2 separate regions of the Arachis hypogaea genome follow, and region 2 is linked to region 1. The links are chromatin contacts, called in public Hi-C maps. All regions are on one chromosome and are shown on one strand. Each heading gives the region's core, a stretch centred on a gene start, on an enhancer-like site or on the middle of the called end of the contact. The rest is flanking DNA. Distances are from core to core; before and after follow the strand shown.

What was found. Hi-C and Micro-C count contacts between places; a contact is called where the count stands out from the background.
Region 2: a contact with region 1 is called in a Hi-C map of leaf, with 2.3 times the contacts expected there. The contact joins the enhancer-like site here to the promoter of LOC112789694 in region 1. A contact is called at or near these places in 2 of 8 Hi-C or Micro-C datasets (both in leaf).

What each region holds. Positions count from the first base shown.
Region 1 is chr3:18,405,207-18,410,805 of arahy.Tifrunner.gnm2.J5K5, reverse strand. LOC112789694 (BTB/POZ domain-containing protein At3g22104) reads left to right here and starts at 2,962. Exons shown (of 3, transcript XM_072232478.1): 1 at 2,962-3,554; 2 at 5,413-5,599. The coding sequence starts at 5,533. It overlaps TRNAS-CGA (transfer RNA serine (anticodon CGA)), which reads right to left and starts at 2,833; the gene lies at 2,752-2,833.
Region 2 is chr3:18,445,591-18,450,806 of arahy.Tifrunner.gnm2.J5K5, reverse strand. No RefSeq gene overlaps it. Among protein-coding and RNA genes, the nearest start is that of TRNAY-GUA, 10 kb to the right of the region's middle. Within about 2 kb of position 2,421, at least 2 of the 3 cell types and tissues checked have open chromatin away from gene starts, as enhancers often do.

The sequences.
Region 1 (5,599 bases), core at 1,713-4,212:
TCCCATAACACCTTTCAACACACATTCCAAGATTACAAGGGCCAAATTAAAAATTTATCAACCAAAAACTCTTTTAACTTATTTTGTTGATCTAGTTTCTAATATTTCATCGACAATTAAGTAAGATCTAAATTGTTCTCATTGAAAAAGAGCTATGAATGCTGAGATCCAGGCTTTGAACAGGTGCCATAACTGAAATCTCACTGTACCTCCTTCAAATGCGACTGTTATAGGAAGCAAATGGATATTTGCAATTAAGAAAAATCAACAAGGTGACATTCTCAAGTACAAAGTTAGATTTGTTGCCAAAGAATTCTACCAAAAGAAAGGGATGAATTATGAGTAAATTTATTCACCAATAATCAGACCAACTATTATAAAAGTTATAGTAACTATTGCAGTGTCACTGGGCTGGCCATTAAGACAATTTGACTTTGATAATGTCTTTTTGAATGGCAAGCTCAAAAAAAAATATCTATAAAGCCTAGTCTCAAGAATATGAGAACGACAATACCAACCCGGTTTGTAAGTTAAATAAAGCCATATATATCTTGAAACAAGCACCTCGTGCTTGGTTTCAAGACATTGGCAGACACTCTTTAGACATTTGATTTTAAGAACACAAAGTCAGATGTTTCACTATTTGTTAAACATAATTTATCATATGTTGTTTATTTATTAGTTTATGTAGATGACATAATAGTAACAGAGAATAATTCAAAAGAAATTGAATTCTTGATAGCTCAATTGAATGAAAAATTTTTCTCAAAGAATCTTAGCTTGTTTAATTTTTTTTCCTGGGATTTAAAGTCACTTATCTTCTTAAAAGGAATCTCATGGTATCTCAAACAAAATATACAAAAAAACTATTAGTCAAGTCTAGAATGGATAATTCTAAACCTTTACCAGCTCCTATGACTTTAGATTCTAAATTATTCTCCAATGATTCTGAACTTTTTGACAATCCAACAACATATAGATCTGTAGTTAGAGCATTGCAATACTTAACAATGATAAGGTTGGATATTACATTTGCAGTCAATCATATCTCTCAATATAATCCAACTCTTTTATACTAAAAAAGTGTCAAAAGAATTCTCAGATATGTGAAAGGTATAGTGAAAAATAAAATTGTGTTTAGTAAGTACACTAACTTTTGAATTCTTTCCTTTGCAGATGCAGATTGGGGTGGAGACTTTGGAGATCGAAAGTCAATCAATGGTTTCTGCATCTATTTAGGCAAAAATCTCATATCTTAAAAGAGTAATAAGCAAACTAAAGTTAGCAGGAGCAGCACTAATGCTAAATATCGGTCTATGTGTACAGCCCAAACTAAAATCATGTCCATTCAACAACTCTTGGGTGAATTGCAAATTTCACACCCAATACCACCTACTATATATTGTGATTATCAAAATGCCTGCCTCCTAGCTGCTAATCCTATACTTTATAGTAGGTGTAAATATTTAGAATTGGACCTTTATTTCTTAAGAGATTTGGTTGATCAGAAATCTCTTTATGTGATACATTTTTTTTCTTCAGATCAAGTAGCAGATTATTTAATTAAACCGGTGTTACAAGACTTATTTAAAATGTTCAAGCACAAACTAAGAGTATATCAAAACCCTTACTTCAGTTGAAGAGGGTATTAAAAAAAAGTTTACAGTTAATTAGCTGTAACTAATAAAATTTTGTTCAGTTAGTTATTGATTTTGGTTAGTTAAAACTTGTTCTTCTTGATTATTCTTGAAGAGGAATCAAGCTCTAAATCATATATATATATATATATATATATATATATATATATATATATATATATATATATATATATATATATATAACAGTTGTATTGTTTATTTAGCAGTGTGAAATATATTAATTTTTATTCATCTCAGTTTTATTTTCTTCTCTAACAAATATCCAACTCTGTTCTTCATTTTTGTTTAATTAGTAGATTTTTTAATTAAATCAATATAAACAGTTCAATCTTTTTGTTTTAATTAAAAACCTTTGACACCAACGATCATCTCCGCATGATCTTTTAACTGTCTTCCATTTCTTAGAATAGCATGAAGCTCTTAAAGAGCAAGTATTTATTAAAAAATAAAAAGAGGACAGAATATGATAAATGTACCATGGTAATTGGGAATTGAAAATTTACCCATGGATGAAAAATTAATAAATAGATTATATTAATAACTCTTTTTTTACTACATATATAGAAAACACTCAAATTCTGAATACGTACGTCAAGAAAAATTTAAGTAAATGTTATGATATTTAAAAAATAGTGTTTACTTATTAAAAAGAAATGTTAAAAATTAATAATTAATTAAAAATTATAAAAGTAAATAATTTTTAAAAATTAAAATTTATTATAACAAAATAAGGAAGACAAAATTTAAACACCAACTCATCATAAACACTATAAAATTAGTCAAATATCTAATACCATTTTAAAGTAAGACTAGTATAATATTGAGTAGATCACACTCTTCTGATTAGACGAACCATTCTTAATATATTTCGTGAATTGATGTTGATTAATTGATTGGGTAAATTAATGTGTGTAGAAATAAAATTAATTAAAGTAGTTGAACTTCTAGTGTCTTATCATATCATCATGAATGCGATAAACTTGTGATAATTTGTTATTGTGACAAGACTACGAGAGAGGTTACTTTCCATAGTGAATGAGTGCTTAAAGAATTGTCATTTGGCTATAAAAATTAGTAAAATAAAAAACAAAATCGTCGACAGCAGGATTCGAACCTGCGCAGGCAAAGCCCAACAGATTTCGAGTCTGTCTCCTTAACCACTCGGACATATCGACCATTTTGACTTCTTTCCACTACAAAGATATCTAGTAACGTTTAAAATTATCATTCATTGGACTTGGTCATAGAGGTGATGACTTTGTGGGGTACGATAAAGTAACAACTTGGACTGGTCCCCAACTCCAACAAAGCACATGCCATGGAACCATGAAAATTTGGTTTCTTTTCAAGAGCAAAGAATTATATGGCTTCAACAGCAGATACATACATCTATGAAGAAGAAAATTAATTAAATATTTATCTAAGAAAATATGTTATTTTATTTTTATAAATTTTTTAAATTAGATTATATACTTCATGTTCTTCACACAAACTTTTTCACGATAATAAATTATCCTCAACAGCATAGTTAGTTTACTAAGTCTAAGACATTCTTATGAATGCTTATAAAAGTAACTTCACTTTATAGTTAGTTCACAAATTGTCTACCGAAATAACATTTTCAATAACAAAAGAAAAACCCACATTAATTTTGGATGAGGTTTTATGTTTTACTTTTATCAATTGTGCTTGCCATGGCTGTAATTAATTTAACATTGAGAAGGACTAGTGAGAGAGAATGCGATGTGGGGGCATTATTTTAGGCCAGTACAATATTGAGGGTGGGTGCACTGCACACATAAAGAGAGACTTCTTCTTTCATTGCAGCTATGAGAATGGAATAACACAAGGGCCAAGCTAGCGAGGCATTAATAATCTTCAGTTCTAAATTATAAGGTTTGTTGAATTTTCTTTATATATAATTTTCATTCATAAACAATAACGTTGCTAATTATTTTATAACTGAGGGCCTAGTCATATTATTTTTTTCAGGAATGTCAGATGAAGGGGGGTTATTATTTAATGGTACCTTATGCTATATCTATATATGTTATATTATAGAGTATACCATGTTAATTTAATATATATGTACAAAGAAAGTATTTCACTATTTCCCTTTTTCTCTTCTTGCTTGTGTTGTGTCTTTACATGTCTTGTTGAATGCTAACTACTTCTCTCTCTCTCTCTCACTCAGTCACTCATTTCTTGTTTTTATTTCTTCTGAACCAATTGACTTAGCTTACTTATATGTTCCACCACCCAAACCCTAATCTCAGGAACTTTGTGTTTGTCCTCTTCCTATTTGTCTTCTTCTTACTCTCAGAATATCTCTGATCTTTGTGTCTTCTTCAATCTTCACTCTCCCATCAAAACCACTTTGGCCTTCTTCTTTTTCTTCTTATTATGTCTTCTCTATCTCCCTCATTTGGATTGGCTTCTATGCAAGTTCCAAAAAGTCAATAATTGATAAGTAATCTCCATCATTGTTCATTTCTGGTGGTGCTAGCTTCCTTGTTTTGTTTTGTTCTTATATATTCTGGTGAAGAAGCTTTGTTATGGAATCTTGTTACTGCAATCTTGAAGTTGAGGTAAATGGAGAAGAGACCTTCATGGTTGACAAGGTAATAATAAATAAATAAATAACAATAACCTTATTAATCTCTCTTTCTCTCTCTTGCTTCTTTGTTATTTGTCAAAACGGTCTTTGCTGTCAAAGTTCCTGTTTTGTTTGGATCATAATCCACTTTTCAATCTTTCTTTTTTTTTTAAAAAAAAATTATCTGGATTCTAGTTTCCGTTTATGCTAAATGTTTTGCTACTCTTGAATTTAGAAATGATTGTGCTTCAATGATTTTTCATGACTTTTAATGTGTAATTTTATTTATTTTTTATTTATTTATTTTGGTCTTTTTAGGCTTATTCTAGCTACCCTTAGTAACTTCATGATGGTAGCTTTTCCTCATCATTAATTGGCACCTACAAAGCACTGAGGTGGGGGCACCTTTTTTCTTTTTTACAATAATTTTCATGTCCATTTTTCTCACAAATCAAAACCACATGTCACCCTTTTTTTTTCATCTTCTTATGTTTTTAATTTGAGAAAAGTTCTTTTAATAATGCATGTCACATTAAATGCTGCTGCCATGGTCTTCTCTGGGTCTTTAATGTTCTCTACCATTCATTTTATTTTGTTTGTATTCACATCTTTTGAGAGGGACCCCAAATATAGTTGTTTTCAAGCCATTAATTTCTTTCTTCTATACCCTTCCATGCTCATAGAAGATTAAAGATCCTTTTATGCCAAATTTATTGCCTATAACGACTTCTTTGTCAGTACTCCATTCTTTCTGGTTTATGAGCTTTTAATTATAGGTATGGAATTTTCCTTATTTTTCCTTATATATTCTCTCCATTTTTTTCCTTTCCATGTCTCTGTTTTTATCCAGTGATAGCATTTTCCACAATAATCATTTTCTCTTTTTTTCCTTTTTTCGAAAAGAAAAGTACCCTTCATTGAATTGGATTCAGCACTTTTTCATAAAGCTTAATTCTTTTTACTCAATTCTGACCCCATTTTGATGGGGTTACCTAGGAAGGATGCTGGATCATCACCATTACACTCTAACATTATGGTTTGCTTGAATTTCTCTCATAATTACATGTTCCTACAACATAGTGCATTAATATTATTATTCCTTCAATTAATAATTTAACTTGGTTTTATTATGTGTACTTTTTTTTTTTTCCCTTTCAGGCTATTATTGCTCAATACTCAAGCAAGTTAGCTAGATTATTTGGAAAATCTAGTGGTCCCAGTGGGAAACTCAAAGTAATATTCCATGATTTTCCAGGGGGTGCTGAGGGTTTTGAGCTTATGCTAAAATTTTGTTACAACAATGGAAGCATTGACATGAACTCTTCCAATTTGTTACAAGCACATT
Region 2 (5,216 bases), core at 1,172-3,671, 41 kb before region 1:
AAAGGATTAAAGGAGGGAAAAGGGACGGATTGGGGATGGAGAAGGAAAAGGGAAAGGTTGGGAGAGGAAAAGGAGTTGGGGATAGGGAAGGGAACAGATTGAGAATTGGGAGGAGGGGCTGGGTACGCTAGGCGATCTTTCTTTTTTTTTGGATTGGGGTTTTATGCTACATTTCTTTTTTCTTTTTTTTTTTGTGTTCAAAACGACGTCGTTTTAAGATTTTGATGAACGGAAAATGCTTGAGAGACTATTATGAGTTTTGGAGTACAAGTTTGGGGACTATTATGAATCCTGGAGTATAAGTTCGGGGGCGAATTTAAGTAATTATTAACTTCAGAAATTACTTTGAGACTCAAGTGCAAATTTAGAGACTACTTTAAGACTAAATTTTATGAAATTTAAGTTGCATATAAAGATTCAAGATTTTTGTTTTAATAGACAAGATTTAGGAGTTTTTGATAAATACTAAGTAAATAAATAATTTTATAGTTAAATTTTTAAAAAGATTTTTTACCTCTCCATTCTTTGTTCTTCTTCTTAGCAGGTTTTCTTTTTTCTTTTTTTTTTCTTTCCTTTTCTTCTACTCCTTTGCGCATCAGTTTTTTCTTTTTCTTCTTCTTTAATATGTAAAATGTATATCTATTTTTTTGTGTCTTTTTTTTTGGTATCTAAATGTATCTATTTTTAAATCTTAACATAATTCATATGAAATAAAATTTTATGAAATTAAAGTAGAAATTATGTAGAAACAACCAAAAAACTAACACTAATCATGTGAAAGCAACACACAAATTATAACAAAATTACATAAAGGTTCCATATAATAACAGAAGAATGTGTCCTATTTTTTGGGGTAAAAAAGACTTGATTGAAAAATTAACTTGTTCATCTAGTTTCTTTTTTTTTTTTTTTTGGTTAGGGGGGTGGTTAAGAGTAAGAATCTGGATATTGTTTTAACAAGAGAAAAAGTGAAAAACGACAGGAGCCTTTAACTCATGGGGTTTGGATCGTCTTCAAGTTTTCTTTTTGGTTAAGAAACTAGCTTTGCTCTCAAACCCAACAAATGCCTGACCAAAATCAGCCCATATATAGCACCACAATTACAGAGTTACTAGATAGTTCTCAATCACCTGACCAAAAAAAAGAAAAGATAGTTCTTAACCATAAAAATTAACAAAAGAAAAATACCATACTTCAATTCAGCTGACAAATAGTGGTGCCAGTTCCATGACCGAAAACAAAAACTGGTGGTGTCAGTTTACATAAAAAAGCTTGTTACATATCATTGTATCCGTTAAAAAAAAAAAAAACCTTTTACCTCGAATCTGAAAAATTGTAAAAGTGAAGCAAAAATAATACAAAAAAATAATAATAATAAACTAATATCAATATATTTAAAATTTAAAATTTAAAGTATATTTCATGTCCGTCAACTCACATTTTTTATTGACTAATTTTTATATAATACAAAAAATATTATAGCTCAGTAGTTAAAGAATTTATAAGTATTATAATTCGAAGGAATCAACTTTAACTGAAATTATGAGAGCAAGATAAAAAAAATTGTAGAAAAAAAATTTTGAATCAAACAATTAAAATTCACTTTATGTATAGGTATATAAAAAATATCTATTTTTCTATTAAGTAATTATTGAAATATTTTTTTTTGTTAGTATAATTGCAAAGTTGAAACTATAATATTTATGGTAGAAGGTTTTTTTTTTTTTAAAGTAAGCAATTATTATATGCAAGATCAAAGCTAAATTAATATATATATTTGTATTTAAGAAGTTAGGTTTGTCTTTTAGTAACTGACTAATTAAGTTATTATTATTTGGTTATTTGAATATATTTATTTTTTAATCTAAACAAATTAAATTTATATTATACAATAATTTCTATTATTCTGTTAATATTTAATCATTTTTATTTACTAATCACCGTGCATGGTGTAGTGTGCTATGTATGTTTTCTAGAAAAGTATGTTCCATTTCAAGCACATCACATAACAATACATCACAGAAAGTTCAACCATAAAATGTTGGCCTTGTCCCTGTGAGAATAGTCTTAAAAAGTTAAAATGACCAATCAACCATAGCTAGACAAGTCAAACCAGCCATAACTCTAAATCATAACTCTAATAAGACTCTTATTTTATATGTGTCTCACTTTTAAACCACAGCTCTTGTGATCTTCTGTCTGGTCAGAATTTGAACAAATTAAACTCTTTTCTAAATTGACGTTCCACTTTTTCTTTTCTTTGATCCATGATATTAATTTGTTTGATCAATTTTTTGTGAACGAAAAGTTCCTCCCAAATTATTTGCTTTGTGTATAAAATGATTCATTTTATGCATGTCTTATCAAATTACTGTTAGGTACTCAGTATAAACAGTTAGTTAGAGCTAAGTTAACAATTTTGGTACACAGTTAGAAAGTTAGTTATTGCTGAGTCACCCACCAAATGAATACAAATAGTAAGTGATGTAACTAATTTCTGTTATACAAGTAATTCAATCATTCTCAATTTTCTGCATTCTCTCTCTCTTTCTTTGTTCTCTCTGCTCTAAGCTTTCTCTCTCTCTCTTTTCATCCTCTCTCTACCAGCTCTCGATACCTTTCAATCACTACCAAATGGTTTAATTTCTTGGCACTCCCAAAACTGCAGCTATTGTCGGTGCAGATAAACCTTTTTGTGGCGATAGTTGTCAAATTGTAAAATGGTAAACCATCTACATAGATATTAGGACATCTCCTATGATGCATTATTGGAGATATTTTTGCCAACGTGGTGTAGTTGCTATATATTTATTAAGAATAGATTATAAATTAAAATATTACTTCTAGGCAAGATCAAATTTGGTGTGAGATTATAAAACACTGGGTAAATAACTAAATATTTAAATCAGTCCCAATGAATTTTAGATGGAATATTTTAATTTTTAACAAATTTTTATTACGGTAAAAATTTTAAAAATTATTCTCATTAGATAAATTAATTATTTTATTATTTTCATCCAAATTTTTAATATTTTTCTAACAAATATTATTATAAGATAATTAAGATTAAAAAAATCATAAGATAAAATAATTCTTTTTAAAATAACAAAATATCGGATTTATTAAAATACTTATTATTTTGATTAATTTCATATGTATTACTATTACTGTAATATACATTTAACAAATTTTAATAACGATACATGATACATATACAACTTGTTATAATAAGAACATAACAACACCTTTGACTCTTAACGATTCTCACATGTTTTATTAGTATATTTTTGTCTTTAACATTTTTTAAATTGTTTAAAAATATTTTTAATAGTTAATATAATTTAATTTTATTTAGAATGTTTAGAATAAGTTTTAACTATAACTTTATCGTTAATTTTGTTGTGACAAGTAATCATGTATTATGGTGGTTTATTGCAGGGGTTACAATAATTAAGTTGTGTGTTACTACTTGATTTTTTCAAGAATTACATTGAGTATAAATTTAAACTTGTTGGGAATGCATTTAGAAAGTAAGGTTATCAACAGTCAAGTTGTGTATTTGTAAGATGTCAGATTCTTGGATAAGAAAGAAGAAAGAAGAGAACACTCAGAGAGAGAGAGAGACGAATGTTGGAGAAGATGCTATTGAAAAACGATTATATTAAAAGAAGGAAAAGAAAAGTGATTCAATGAGTTACACTGCAGCTACTTATAGAGTGTAAATGTGCCTTGAGTAAGTGGTTACAGATAGTTGAATGAGTGTAACTAATTGAGAGTGTGTGTAACTAATTGAGTGTAACTAACTACTGAGCTGTCATCAACAACTTAATAATTTTAGAAGTATTCATCTATAACACTTACATGCCCCTGAAACCAAGGGCCTTTACATCAGAGTTCTACTTCAAATACTCTTAACAAGTCCCTAAACTTGAGAAAAGCTGTTGCTGAGAGAGGCTTTGTCAATGTGTTTACCAGTTGATCTTGCGCTAGAATGTATTGAACAAAGATCTCCTTTTTGGTGACAAATTCTCTAACAAAGGATTGACTTAGTACAAAATATTTGGACTTATTATGCAAAATTAGGTTGGCTGATAATAGAACAACACTCTGATTATCACAATAGATTATAGGTTTGATAGAGCAGGAAATTTTGAGTTCAGCTAGGAGATTTTGCAACCAAACAATTTTAGTGACAGCATTTGAAATGCCTCTAAATTCTGCTTCAGTGCTACTTTTTGATGCTGCAGTTTTTTTTCTGCTAGCCCAAGATACCAGGTTCGAACCTAAGTAAATAGCAAAGCCATTTGTCGACTTTCGGTCATCAACATCACTGGCCCAGTCAGAGTCACAGAATCCATATATTCTAAAATTGATGAATTTACTGAACCTCAAGCCGTGCCGTATGGTGCCTGCAAGGTACCTGAGAATTCGTTTGATAGATTTTCAATGTAATTCTAGTGGAGAGTGAAGAAATTAAGCCACTTTATTCACTGAGAAGGAGATTTCTGGTCTGGTGATTCTGGCATATTGAAGGCCACCAACAATGAATCGATACAAGATATGATTGTTGAATGTGCTGTCACCAAAGGTAGAGAGGTTTAGTGATGAGTTCATGGGGGTTGGCACGGGTTTATCATTTATCATATCAGATTTCTTTAGCAATTCTATGATGTATTTGGTTTGTTTCAATATGACTGTCCCTATGGAGCTTGAGCTGACTTCAATCCCAAGGAAGTAGTACATTTCACCAAGATCTTTCAATGAAAAAGTGTTGTGTAGTTGTGCCATGAGAGCTGTGATGTCACTTTTAGAGGTACCAGTGACCAGTATATCATCTAAGTAGATAAGGATATCGGTGGCTAAGGTTTCTTTTTAGTATGGTGAAAATGGATGCATCAGATTTCGTTCTTGTGAAGCCGAACTGGTGGAGAGCAACACTTAACTTTGTGAAACATGTCCTTGGGAGCTTGTTTGAGTCCAAAGAACAATCTTTGGAGCTTGCACACTTGTTAGTTATTGGAAGACACAAAACCTTCTAGCTGTTGCATGAATACATCTTCAAAGAGATCACCATTCAAGAATGCATTATTGAAGTCAAATTAATGAATTTTCCATCCCTTTGCAAGTGCAATGCTAAGCATGGTCCTAACCGTTGCAGGTTTCACTACAGGGCTGAATATTTGATCATAATTGATTCCTTGCTTTTGGTGAAAACC